Regions from separate parts of the Cricetulus griseus genome. Here region 2 is linked to region 1. The links are chromatin contacts, called in public Hi-C maps. All regions are on one chromosome and are shown on one strand. The core of a region is the stretch at or near the end of the contact, and the rest is flanking DNA. Distances in the headings are between cores, read along the strand shown. Region 1 has its middle 280 kb from the start of Ca2. Region 2 overlaps Ca3 (carbonic anhydrase 3).

Evidence for each region. Hi-C and Micro-C count contacts between places; a contact is called where the count stands out from the background.
Region 2: a contact with region 1 is called in a Hi-C map of the CHK-Q cell line, with 6 times the contacts expected there. The contact joins two enhancer-like sites. A contact is called at or near these places in 4 of 8 Hi-C or Micro-C datasets (the CHK-Q cell line, the CHO-K1 cell line, fibroblasts and 1 more).

The regions. Positions count from the first base shown.
Region 1 is chr2:133,943,206-133,948,494 of CriGri-PICRH-1.0, forward strand. No RefSeq gene overlaps it. Among named protein-coding and RNA genes, the nearest start is that of Ca2, 280 kb to the right of the region's middle. Within about 2 kb of position 1,981, at least 1 of the 6 cell types and tissues checked has open chromatin away from gene starts, as enhancers often do.
Region 2 is chr2:134,236,049-134,241,337 of CriGri-PICRH-1.0, forward strand. Ca3 (carbonic anhydrase 3) reads right to left here. Exons shown (of 8, transcript XM_027398736.2): 7 at 4,295-4,450; 8 at 2,132-2,966. The coding sequence ends at 2,847. Among named protein-coding and RNA genes, the nearest start is that of Ca3, 8.9 kb to the right of the region's middle. Within about 2 kb of position 2,988, at least 2 of the 6 cell types and tissues checked have open chromatin away from gene starts, as enhancers often do.

The DNA of each region.
Region 1 (5,289 bases), core at 731-3,230:
ATGACCAGGACTTGCTAGAGTTTTCTGACCTGCAAAAATTTCTTGCTCTAATAAATTCTTGGAAATGATTTCTTTTCCCAGGGCTTGTGTAATCCCACATGCTTGACTAACTGCATAATGAGAAAAAGAAAATGGCAAATGACTGGCTAGGTTCCTTTGCTTTTCCAGTTATCTACTATGATGAGTCTTCCTGCAACTCTGAAAACAAATGTCTTCTAATAATCCACTGAGTGCCAGACAAAGTAGAGGCTCGAAATGTAAGAATTACACAGATGCTCGTCCTTTACAAACACACAGATAGTAAGCATGATTGAGTACAAAGAATGCATGTTGAGAAATCTGAATAAATGCCTTACCTCATCAGATTTTCAATGAATCTTTTAGGAGTTTACTCTTAAGTGTTATGAGAAAAAAAGAGCATAGCACAAACATTTTAATCTCCCCTCAAAGAATCCAGATTTTTTCAGTCTATAAGGATGAAATAAATGATACTTCATGCAAGCCACTTGAAATATGATTTTTTGATCAGTTAACAAATGAAAGAGGAGAAGAAGGATGAACAGGGGGAGAAGGAACTGACAGCAGTGGTATAAACAGAAAGATATAGAAAGAGGAAGTAACAGCATTTATTTGACCTACTTTGTTGGGTTATTGGATTTTCACTTATCATTTTTTTTTCACTAAAGGCCTTGGACATTCCATATTGCATTTGTTTTTCAATCTTTAATTAGCTCCATGTTTATGTTACAGGCGACAATAGCTATGAGTCATCCTATACATTATGCACAGGCCCTGCATGTTTTTAAGGAATTTCCAGTTCTGTTAGAATGCACATCAGTGAGCACATGCAAGCTACTTAGCATTACTGTCAGCAAGATGACATGCAAATTTGCAAGTGGTGATTTCTGAATATGAGTTTGGAAGTATAGTTTTTCCATCTCAGACACTCTTGTCAAAGGTCACTTGGGGAACACTAGATTATCAGTTAAGCCATTTAAAAGAGAAACAGCAGTCCATTGATCACAGGTCCTGAAATGCTTGCAATTAAGTTCTACATTAATAAGTAAGGTTGCAAATGCCACTGAAAACTGATTACTGTAAGATCTTTCTCCTGTCTCATTCCTAGACTAAAACACCTGTCTCTGTGGTGATAGACGAAGGTAATTGGTGAGTTCCCCTGGATGAGACATATGAGGCATATCTGCATTGAACAAATAACAAGTATTATTACGGGCTTTAAGAAATATTTTATATTAACGACTTTCTTTCATAATATGTCTTACTGATGATAGGAACTAGGGCCAGGCAAAATCAGGAGGTAACTGTGGCAATTTATATTTTGATATAAATATATGTTGCACTCTAAGAGATTATCTTTCTGGACCTCACAGCCAGAGTTAATATTACTATGCCATGAGGTCACTCACAAATTTAGACTGATACCCTACTGTGTGCTCAGCCTGTTAAGAGAATAACATGCTGGGCAGTGGTGGTGCATGCCTTTAATTCCAGTACTCAGGAGGCAGAGGCAGGTGGGTCTCTGTGAATTCGAGACCAGCCTGGTCTAAAAGAGCTAGTTCCAGGACAGCCTGCAAAGCCACAGAGAAACCCTATCTCAAAAGCACCCCCCCCCCAAAAAAAAGAGAATAACATAACAACCATCATTACTTGCCTTGGATTTCCAGTATAATCAGCTTTTGCAACCTATGCTAATGTATCGCTGCAATCTTAAAATACATAATCTTACATGTACATAAAACAGAGAGCATTGCATGTGCATTCTGTTAATAATTCTCTGGGAACAGAAAATAGGCTAAAAGGGGCCTTGTAAAATGAATATCCACCATAAATGCTGAAACGGTATTCAGGTATTGGTTGATTAGTGTTTGTTTCTTAACTGGGTCACACGGAGCCAGTGACTTAATCCCTTGTAAAACACTGCTAAAGATTGCTGTAAAGTATCCCACATTCCTTCCTCATGAAATGCTTTCTAGGTTGTTCATTAAAAGAGAGAGCAAAGGCCTTTGTTAAGGGTATTCACACAGAGAGTCACACAGGCACAGACACAGGGACAGATTCTCTAGACAGAATTCAAGAAGGCACAGATTCGGATTCATATAACCCTCAGGCAGTGGCAACAGCAGACACAGGGAGAAAGAATTAGAGCATGGGCTGATTCTTGTTTTAAATAACAGCAAAAGGAAGTACTTTGACTTCTGTGCTCAATTTGACATGCACATATGGTTGGTGACTATGCAGAGTGAGGTCTTCCATTGGGGATCTTCCAAACTGTCATATTATTTGGAGCAGGGCCTAGACCCTCCCCCATGTATCAAGGTTGAGAGAGTATTCCTCTCTGTGGAGTGGGCTCCCAAAGCCCATTCGTGTCCTGGGGATAAATACTGATCCACTACCAGGGGCTGCTTAGATTAACCAGACCTCCAAACTGGCATCCTTGTTCAGGGGGTCTGGAACAGTCCTATGCTGGTTTCCCAGCAATCAGTCTGGGATCCATGAGTTGCCCCATGTTCAGGTCAGCTGTTTCTGTGGCATCAGTCTTGACCCATTTGCTCATCACTCCTCCCTCTCTGCAACTGGATTCCAGAGTTCAGCTCAGTGTTTAGCTGTGGGTGTCTGCTTCTGCTTCTTAGTTGAGGTCATCCTTGTAGATCTCTGGACATTTCCCTAGTGCGAGATTTCTCCTTATACCTATAATGTTTCCCTCTATTATGGTATCTCTTTTCTTGCTCTCTCCTATTCTTCCCCTGACTCAATATTCCTGATCCCTCATGTCCTCCTCCCCCCGCCTCTTCTACCCTTCTCTTTCTTCTAATGCTCCCCTCCAAGTACTCCCAATTTGCTCAGGAGCTCTTCTTGTCCCTTTCCCCTTCTCTGGGAGACCATGTATGTCTTTCTTGGGGTAGTCCTTGCTTCCTAGTTTCTCTGATGGTGTGGATTTTAGGCTGGTAATCCTTTGCCCTATGTCTAATATCAATATATAAGTGATTACATACCACGTTTGTCTTTTTGTGACTGGGTTGCCTCACTCAGGATGGTTTCTTCTGGTTCCATCCATTTGCCTGTGAATTTAAAGATTCCATTGGTTTTTTTTCTGCTGAGTAATAGTCCATTGTATAAATGTACCACATTTTCTTTATCTATTCTTCAGTTGAGGGGCATCTAGGTTGCTTCCAGGTTCTGACTATTACAAATAATGCTTCTATGAACATGGTTTTTCCCTTTGTCAGTATCTAAGATCTCTGTGAAGCCATACATTTGAATAGTGTGTTGTAGTGTACTCAGTGTCCATATCCAAATGGTATGTCTGATGAAGAGAACTTTCCCAAATAACTGGGGGTGTTAACTACTGTTTAAAAGAATCACCAGGGCTTTCTGAGTTGAAGATAGGAATTTTGCAAGGCTAGCATTAGTGTCTGCTTATAGAAGAGGACTTTGCTGTCTAGGACAAGTGCGTTGTGCTAGCAAGCTGTGGGTAGAGAGCAGGCAAGGTCATAATCTTTCTCAGTCTCTCCTTTGGTGAGAATGTGCCTGGTGAGCCATAGCAGAGATTTATGAGTTTCTGCCTGATTACACAGGTGGGGTTCAGTCCTGCTGCTAATCACCACATATTGTTACTGACAAGCTTCCATCTGAATACATGATGAAACACAGCCATGGAGCTCTCTGTGAGCTTACCATGGGGCCCACATCAAAGGAAGATTCATTTACAAATGCTTGTCACTGTGACTGTGCACATAACAGGATGCATCCTGTTCCAGTCTCTGATCTTTTCTTTTAAATGATCTCTTATCTCTGAGGATATCTGTATACTGCATTTGCTCATGCTTTTTTCTGTAGAAGGTTTTATATTCTGAATATGACTCTATTAAAATATGTTTACTTTTAAAAATTTAACAAAAATTTCAGATAAATGCCTTCTTCTGTATTAATAAAGATCTGCACAATGATCATCGCCCAGTGATTCATTTGATAGCTTTGGTTTGTTTGTTTTTTTGTTTTTGTTTTTGCTTGTATCTATGGTGTGTGTGCATGTGTCTGTACATATGGAGACCTGTATGTGTTTGGCCACATGTGGAGGTACAAGGTTGGTGTCAGAAGTCTTCTTTGTTCACTGCCTATATGTTCACTCAGCAGCATGTCTCAGTGAACCCAGAGCTTGCCATTGCAGCTACTTTTGCTAGTCAGCTTTGTTCTGGGATCTTTGCCTCTGCCTTCGGAGTGCTGCACTCACAGACAAGCCACATGCCTGCCTACCATTTAGACAGGTGCAGGGGATCTAGACCCTGCTCACCATGCTTGGGCAGCATACACTTTACTACTCAGCCATCTACCCAGTCCTATGAGACTCTGATTTTTTTTAGCTTCATCTCTTAATATGTAAATTTTTATTGCATAGCTACTTACTCCAACAAGAATTGCTATTTATATTTTATTTTTGCTTCATTGTAATGACAAATTTCTTTGCAGATAATTTTATTCTTTTACTGCTGGTTTTCACTAAACTAAATAGTAAATTGATTATTTCTCATTTTGCATTGTTTGAAAACTTTTATATATACATTTTTTGGTTTCTCTGTGTAGCCTTATACGCTGTCCTGGGACTCTCTTTGTAGATCAGGCTGGCCTAGAACTCACAGAGATCTGCCTTCCTCTGCCTCAAGGGTGTTGGGATTAAAGGCATGCACCACTACAGCTTGGCTTTTATCTTTATTTTTAAAGCTAAACTTTTTGAGGCAAAATGAATATTTCCTTCACAATCATACCTGTATTAGTGGCCATTTTGTAGAAATATTATCTTTCAGAAACAATGAGTGTATTAGTGGATACAGCTGGGTGAGTTTGAGAAGGCATGTACAGGACATAGATATATAGCCAGAGCTTCTGCTGAACACTAAGTCTCCTGAATGGTATCCCTATATTAAGATTGCTTCTAAATAGAGTTACATTGTCCATGACTCTTCTGTTTCTCCTCCCTTTGAGGTACAAAAGAAATCAGAGCATGAATCTAGGCTGTTTGTAGGCATGTCTTTAAAATAAAAATACCATTTATTCCTTATGCTAATGAGGAGATCAAGTGAAGGATTATGCTGTGCAAAGTGCCTAGATCAGAACCAGAGCATACATACATTCGCAACAGATGCTCAAAGGTCACAGAAGCTTCTGCTGAACTACTCTTTGGACACAGCACAATATTGATGAAGAACTTAATGTGATTCCTTGTGATGGGGTTCAGAACACAGTTGATGTGGGTTGTCAGACTGCTTGCTG
Region 2 (5,289 bases), core at 1,738-4,237, 290 kb after region 1:
TCTACATTGGAGTCCTGAATTATGATTTGAATTTTCAGAAATATAGCATCTCTCCATTTCACAAACACGGAGACTATAATGTATTTGCACCCTTCAGCCTAACAGCCTGCCAGTGTTGCTCTACTTTGTAGGCTTTTGAGCATGCCATTATCTGAACATTATGAAACACTTAATTTACATCGCTGTCACCCCACTTTGAAATGTTAAGATACCCGCAATCACACCCAGAGGAATAAGGTTGGCGTATTCTGGAGCCTTTTCAGATGGCAGCTCCTGGCACACTGCTTGCAAGCTACAGAAGCCTGAAGTGCAATTGTTTGGAGGCCTTGACCTAATCTGGAAAATCATGGTCCCTTGAATGCAGAAGCATGCCTGCCTTCAATACTCCAAAAGAAGTTTATTATGACATCGTATTATCAGGGCGGGCAGGGGGGTGTTCAGATGGTTGATTGTCACGTGCACTATTCATCACTGACAGAGATGGCAGACTAGACACTGTAGAGTCTCCACCTATAGACAATGAAATTATTTTCAAGAAGATGTAAACTAAGAGGAGCAAAGGTGGTATTAGTATTACTATTCAAATTACTGTGAAGTTAGAGAGGCTGAGCCTTCCCTGGACCCCTCTGTTTTCATGGCATCATCTGTTCATACAAAACTTGGCAAGTGGTTATTATTTTTTATTTTTTATTTTTGCTGGACAGAGTATAAAGTGACAGGCAAATGCCAGTGGCAGGAATAGTGCCTATGCTTTCTTCATGCTTATGGTCCTGGGAGACAACATCCTCCACCCTTGTTTGCCCTGTGTACTAAAATAATAACCACTCCTAACCAAGGGGGACCATGTGCCTCCCCCACACAGCACAGATAATGGTTACATTCTTCACAGGGTTCTGAACATTGCCAACTAAGTACCCTGAGACAAGCAGCTTGTGTATTACTACTAATGATCAGAGCTCCACACCTCCTAATTTCAAGGGATTTAATTAACACATCCTCTTCACACTGACCAACCTGGTTTTACCTCACCCAAGTGGTAATCTATTAAATAACTTTAGCCTCACAGGACTTTGTCATGTGATTTGATTTCCAGTGTCTCAGGGCTCTCCTGACCCAGGGCCATTTTCACTCTTTAAGGCAATGTGCTGATTGCTGTCCTGTTCTACAGTAGCTAACATATAGACCACTGAAGGAAGCAATGAAAGATAGCCGAAACCTCTGACTGGACAACTGCATTTTGTGTTTAGAGATATTAAATGTAGTAAAACGTCAAATATATGCTTTCTATGCTGTTGGGACAAAGCATGCTGAAGTACACTTTTAGAAAAATGATATAAAAAGGTGTTGTCTTCCCTAAAAGGAGTACTGGCTGTTTGCACTGGCCTGAATGCCAGAATCCTATTCAGCTTGGACTTGACCCACATGATGAGACTGACCAACAGCCACTGCTCAGGTCTACAGTTCAGTTAGATGCCCTTACAAACTGCCTTGCCCCCTTTCCTAAAGATATAGCATCTGCATTTAGAACTTGAGTCATTTATTGTTTCCTTCAGTTACAAAATAAACTTGGAAAGTTTATCATTCTGGGTGTCCTCCATTTTTTTTTATCATGTATAATGCTTTTCCAATAATTACACAAACACAACATAATCTTGTTAGAGGAAATAAGCCAGACTCTGAAAGACAAATACAGAATATTTTCTTTCATATGTGAAACCTGGGCTTAAAATTATATATGTGTGTGGACATATAGAGGGTCTCAAAACTGGAAGGGGGATCTTGAGGGGAGGAAGAGAGAGCTCTTAAAAGGGGAGGACAATGGGATTCCTGTGACATTAATGCAGAAGAGGGGACTGTTGGAGGGCAGATGTCATAGGGAATGGCAATGATGGAAGGGCTGAATTAAAACAAAGCATAAAGACTTATCTGCAGGTAAATGCCAAAATTAATCCTGTCACTTTATATGCTACCTTAAAACAAGTATTTTAATATAAGTCTTCAGTGTAAAAGGGGAATACACACACTTTTCATCTGCATCCAGTCTTAATGGTTTCTGTGAGCAGTACAAAGTATTGGCTTCAGTTGTCATCCATTCCTTCCTGTTCTAGGAATCATTCATTCCAGACTCAAATTCAAAAGACACCAGAGACAGTTTTTATTTTTATTATGATGATGATTTTAATAGGCATGCAAAGATGAAAGTAGTGAAATAGAAAAGAAATGACCCTGCTTTAGGCAAAGAAAACCATTTTTATGAAGAAGAAATTCATATGCTGGATCAAACATTCTAAAATACATGATCGTGTGTGTGTGTGTGTGTGTGTGTGTGTGTGTGTGTGTGTGTGTGTTACAGACAATTAAAACCAGGCAAACATGGCAGAAAGCAAAATTTCAATGGGTGATGGAGTTTTGCTGATATTTAAGAGTAAAACACAGTGGTCTTAACTTGTGCTTTCACTTAACTGTGGGAGGGTCGGCACACATCTCCATACCCACAACCATGACTTCTGTAGTGTTGGTAACTCGGCTGGAAAACAGGAGTCCTGAGGTTCTGAGAAATGTAATATGCCCAGTAAACCACTATTCTAAATCTCTAGTCTTCAATCTATTTCTTCCTCATTGAACCAATATTAGAAATACTAATTTTATAGAAAAGTGGTTATTACAAACATTAGGAGTGAAATTCATGCTTCTGGGTTAGATAATGTCAAAAGGCATTGCGGTTTCATGTGACTGCGTCTTTTTCTTCAGAGTGTTGGAAAATAGCTTAGAGCACAGAGCACCAGGGAGAGGCAGGCGACTCTTCAGGGCAGGTTTTCTTTCCTGCAGAGGGCAAACCCGGGACCTCACTTGAAAGAGGCCCTCACCACCCTACCCTTGACCGGCTGCGGGGGGCGCCAATTCCCCACCAGAGGCACCGGGGGCTCATTCTCCGTGCTGGCGAATAGACTACGCAGCTTGGCCATCTGCAAGGGGAAGAAGCAGACTGTTAGAAACCGCAGGCTTTGCAAGCAGGCCAGGCAAACCACAAAACCAGTCTCCAGGGATAGATAGGTCGTGAGCTGGCAAGAACCAGTTCATAACATAAACATTTCCTTACTCCCAGGACCCCCTGCTCTCTGGGCAACCGCCTTTCCCACCAAAGTTCTTCTGAGTTGTAAATTGGGGGGATCAGTATGAGGTATACACTTTACATAGAAGGGGATGACGGTTTACTGTATGCCTGTAAATAAGAAACACCTTGATAGGCTTCCACTGTGTAATCAACTCAAGTATTTATGAGACTACTTTAAAGGACAAGAAAGAAGTTAAAATCGGGCTATATGTTAAAATGTTAGCTTTTTTCCCCTTAGAGGAAGAGAAAATAGGAAATTCTCATAAAAATATTATGCCTTGGTAATAACCTAGATAGTTCAGTGTGTAAGGATGGCAAGCCTGACAACCTTTGATGCGCTGAAACCACAGGGCGCAGGGCTGCAAGTTGTCCACTGATCATCACACGTGTGCTCACACACATGTATACACACACATGTGTTATACTTTTAATGTTAATATATTATGCTTTAGTGATAAAAATTGTCTTATAGCTTTCTTCATTTAAAGACTGTTAAAGCTAATTCTTATTTTATTTGTTTTTAATGTTGATTTACTCTCGGGTTCACCCTGGAGGGAACATATGAGCCCCTGTCTTAAGCCAAGGAGTCAGGCTGGTGAGCTGATCTTGCTGTGATACATCCATGTTCCAGGCTGTGAGCCCTGTGTGGTTCACTTTAACTATGTTCTCCATGTCTACACCCACTTAGCTTTCCTTGAAGCCCTATCTTATACATGTTGCCAGTCCATTCTTTAGATGAATGGAAGTAGGGCGGGAGTGAGAAGAGCAGCCAGGGACTCTTGAAAGCAGACAGATTGTGATTGGGATGAGGAGTTTGTGCTTGCTTGTCCTTGTGGAGAAATTGGTTTGTTTCAGAATCTGAGCCTCAGCTTCTTTCCTGGTAAAAGCTGGAGGAGCACAGCACTCCTCCTCAGGCCTGAATTCGCCACCTCATCTCCTAGCCAGTCCTCACTCATACAGAAACCCAGTTCAGGACCCCACCTGCTCTTACAAGACTGCATTGTCCCATTACCCTTGGGAAGCTCCCTTGGATAAACAGGCTGAGGGAATTTCTAGAGGGCAAACTGTGAGCCCTCTGAGGAACATACCAGCGATCTAGCTTTCAGTGTCTATGGGTTGGGCCTTTAGCATGTGCCTTCAGTCCACAGTTCACACACAGGGCTCTGCGGCTGCACTCACCTGGTCTGAGCTCACGGTCATGGGCTCCTTCAACAGCAGCCACACGATGCACTCCTCGCAGGGTGGCGTGGTGAAGGAGCCATGATAGGTCCAGTAGTCGCGGCAAGCAGGAAACAGGCAGGATGGGTCGAAGTGGGTGAAAGGAGCCTCCTTGCCCTGGAACACAGGCGCAAGTACTCTAAGAGAACACGAGCACTCAGCGCCCCCTAGAGGCCTGACTTATTCACTCATGAGAACAGATTTCAATAGCAAAAAGGAAAGCAGACATTTGAACAGGTTCTGCCCCTTCACTAGTAAACCTCTGATGATGGAAAGGAATCTGCTTTATGTTCTGACTTGGTCTGTTCAAGTCACTGTAGTATTGTATTCCTTGTTTTCACGGTGAGTGGGGCTGTGATTCTGTGCTTTCTCACAGGGCACACTCAGACCGAAGAATAAATACTTCTTGGAAGTTGACTTGACTTGAAGACTTTCACTTTAGTACATTTCATGCTCAGAATACTCACTTATTCTAGTGTCCACACTTAAAAGCAGCTACTTGGAATAATCTCAAAATAAACAACTAAAATGTGTCAGTTAGAGGAGTTTACTGTTAATAGTGTGTGTGTGTGTGTGTGTGTGTGTGTGTGTGTGTGTGTGTGTGTGTGTGTGTTTGCGCGCGCGCGCGCGAATGCTACCAAGAAAGGACAATACCAGGATTGAAAGAGTGATAGTGAGTGGCCTGAAGAATATCAACCATCCTGTGCCCACCATGGAGGGAGGAAGGAGACCCTGAAAGGTCTCACAAACCTTCCTGGGGAAAGAACTTATCTGCCAGGCTGACTGACAAATGAAGTAACAGATGTGAAAATGCTCTAAGGACTCAACACTAGACAAATACCACGGCATTTAGTTTTGTATGCAAACGTAGGATGTCCATCAGACAATGGCAGGTCTTATCTGAAATTAGAAGACAGTTGATATATCCTGACTTAGGTTTGCAGTCCTCATATGAT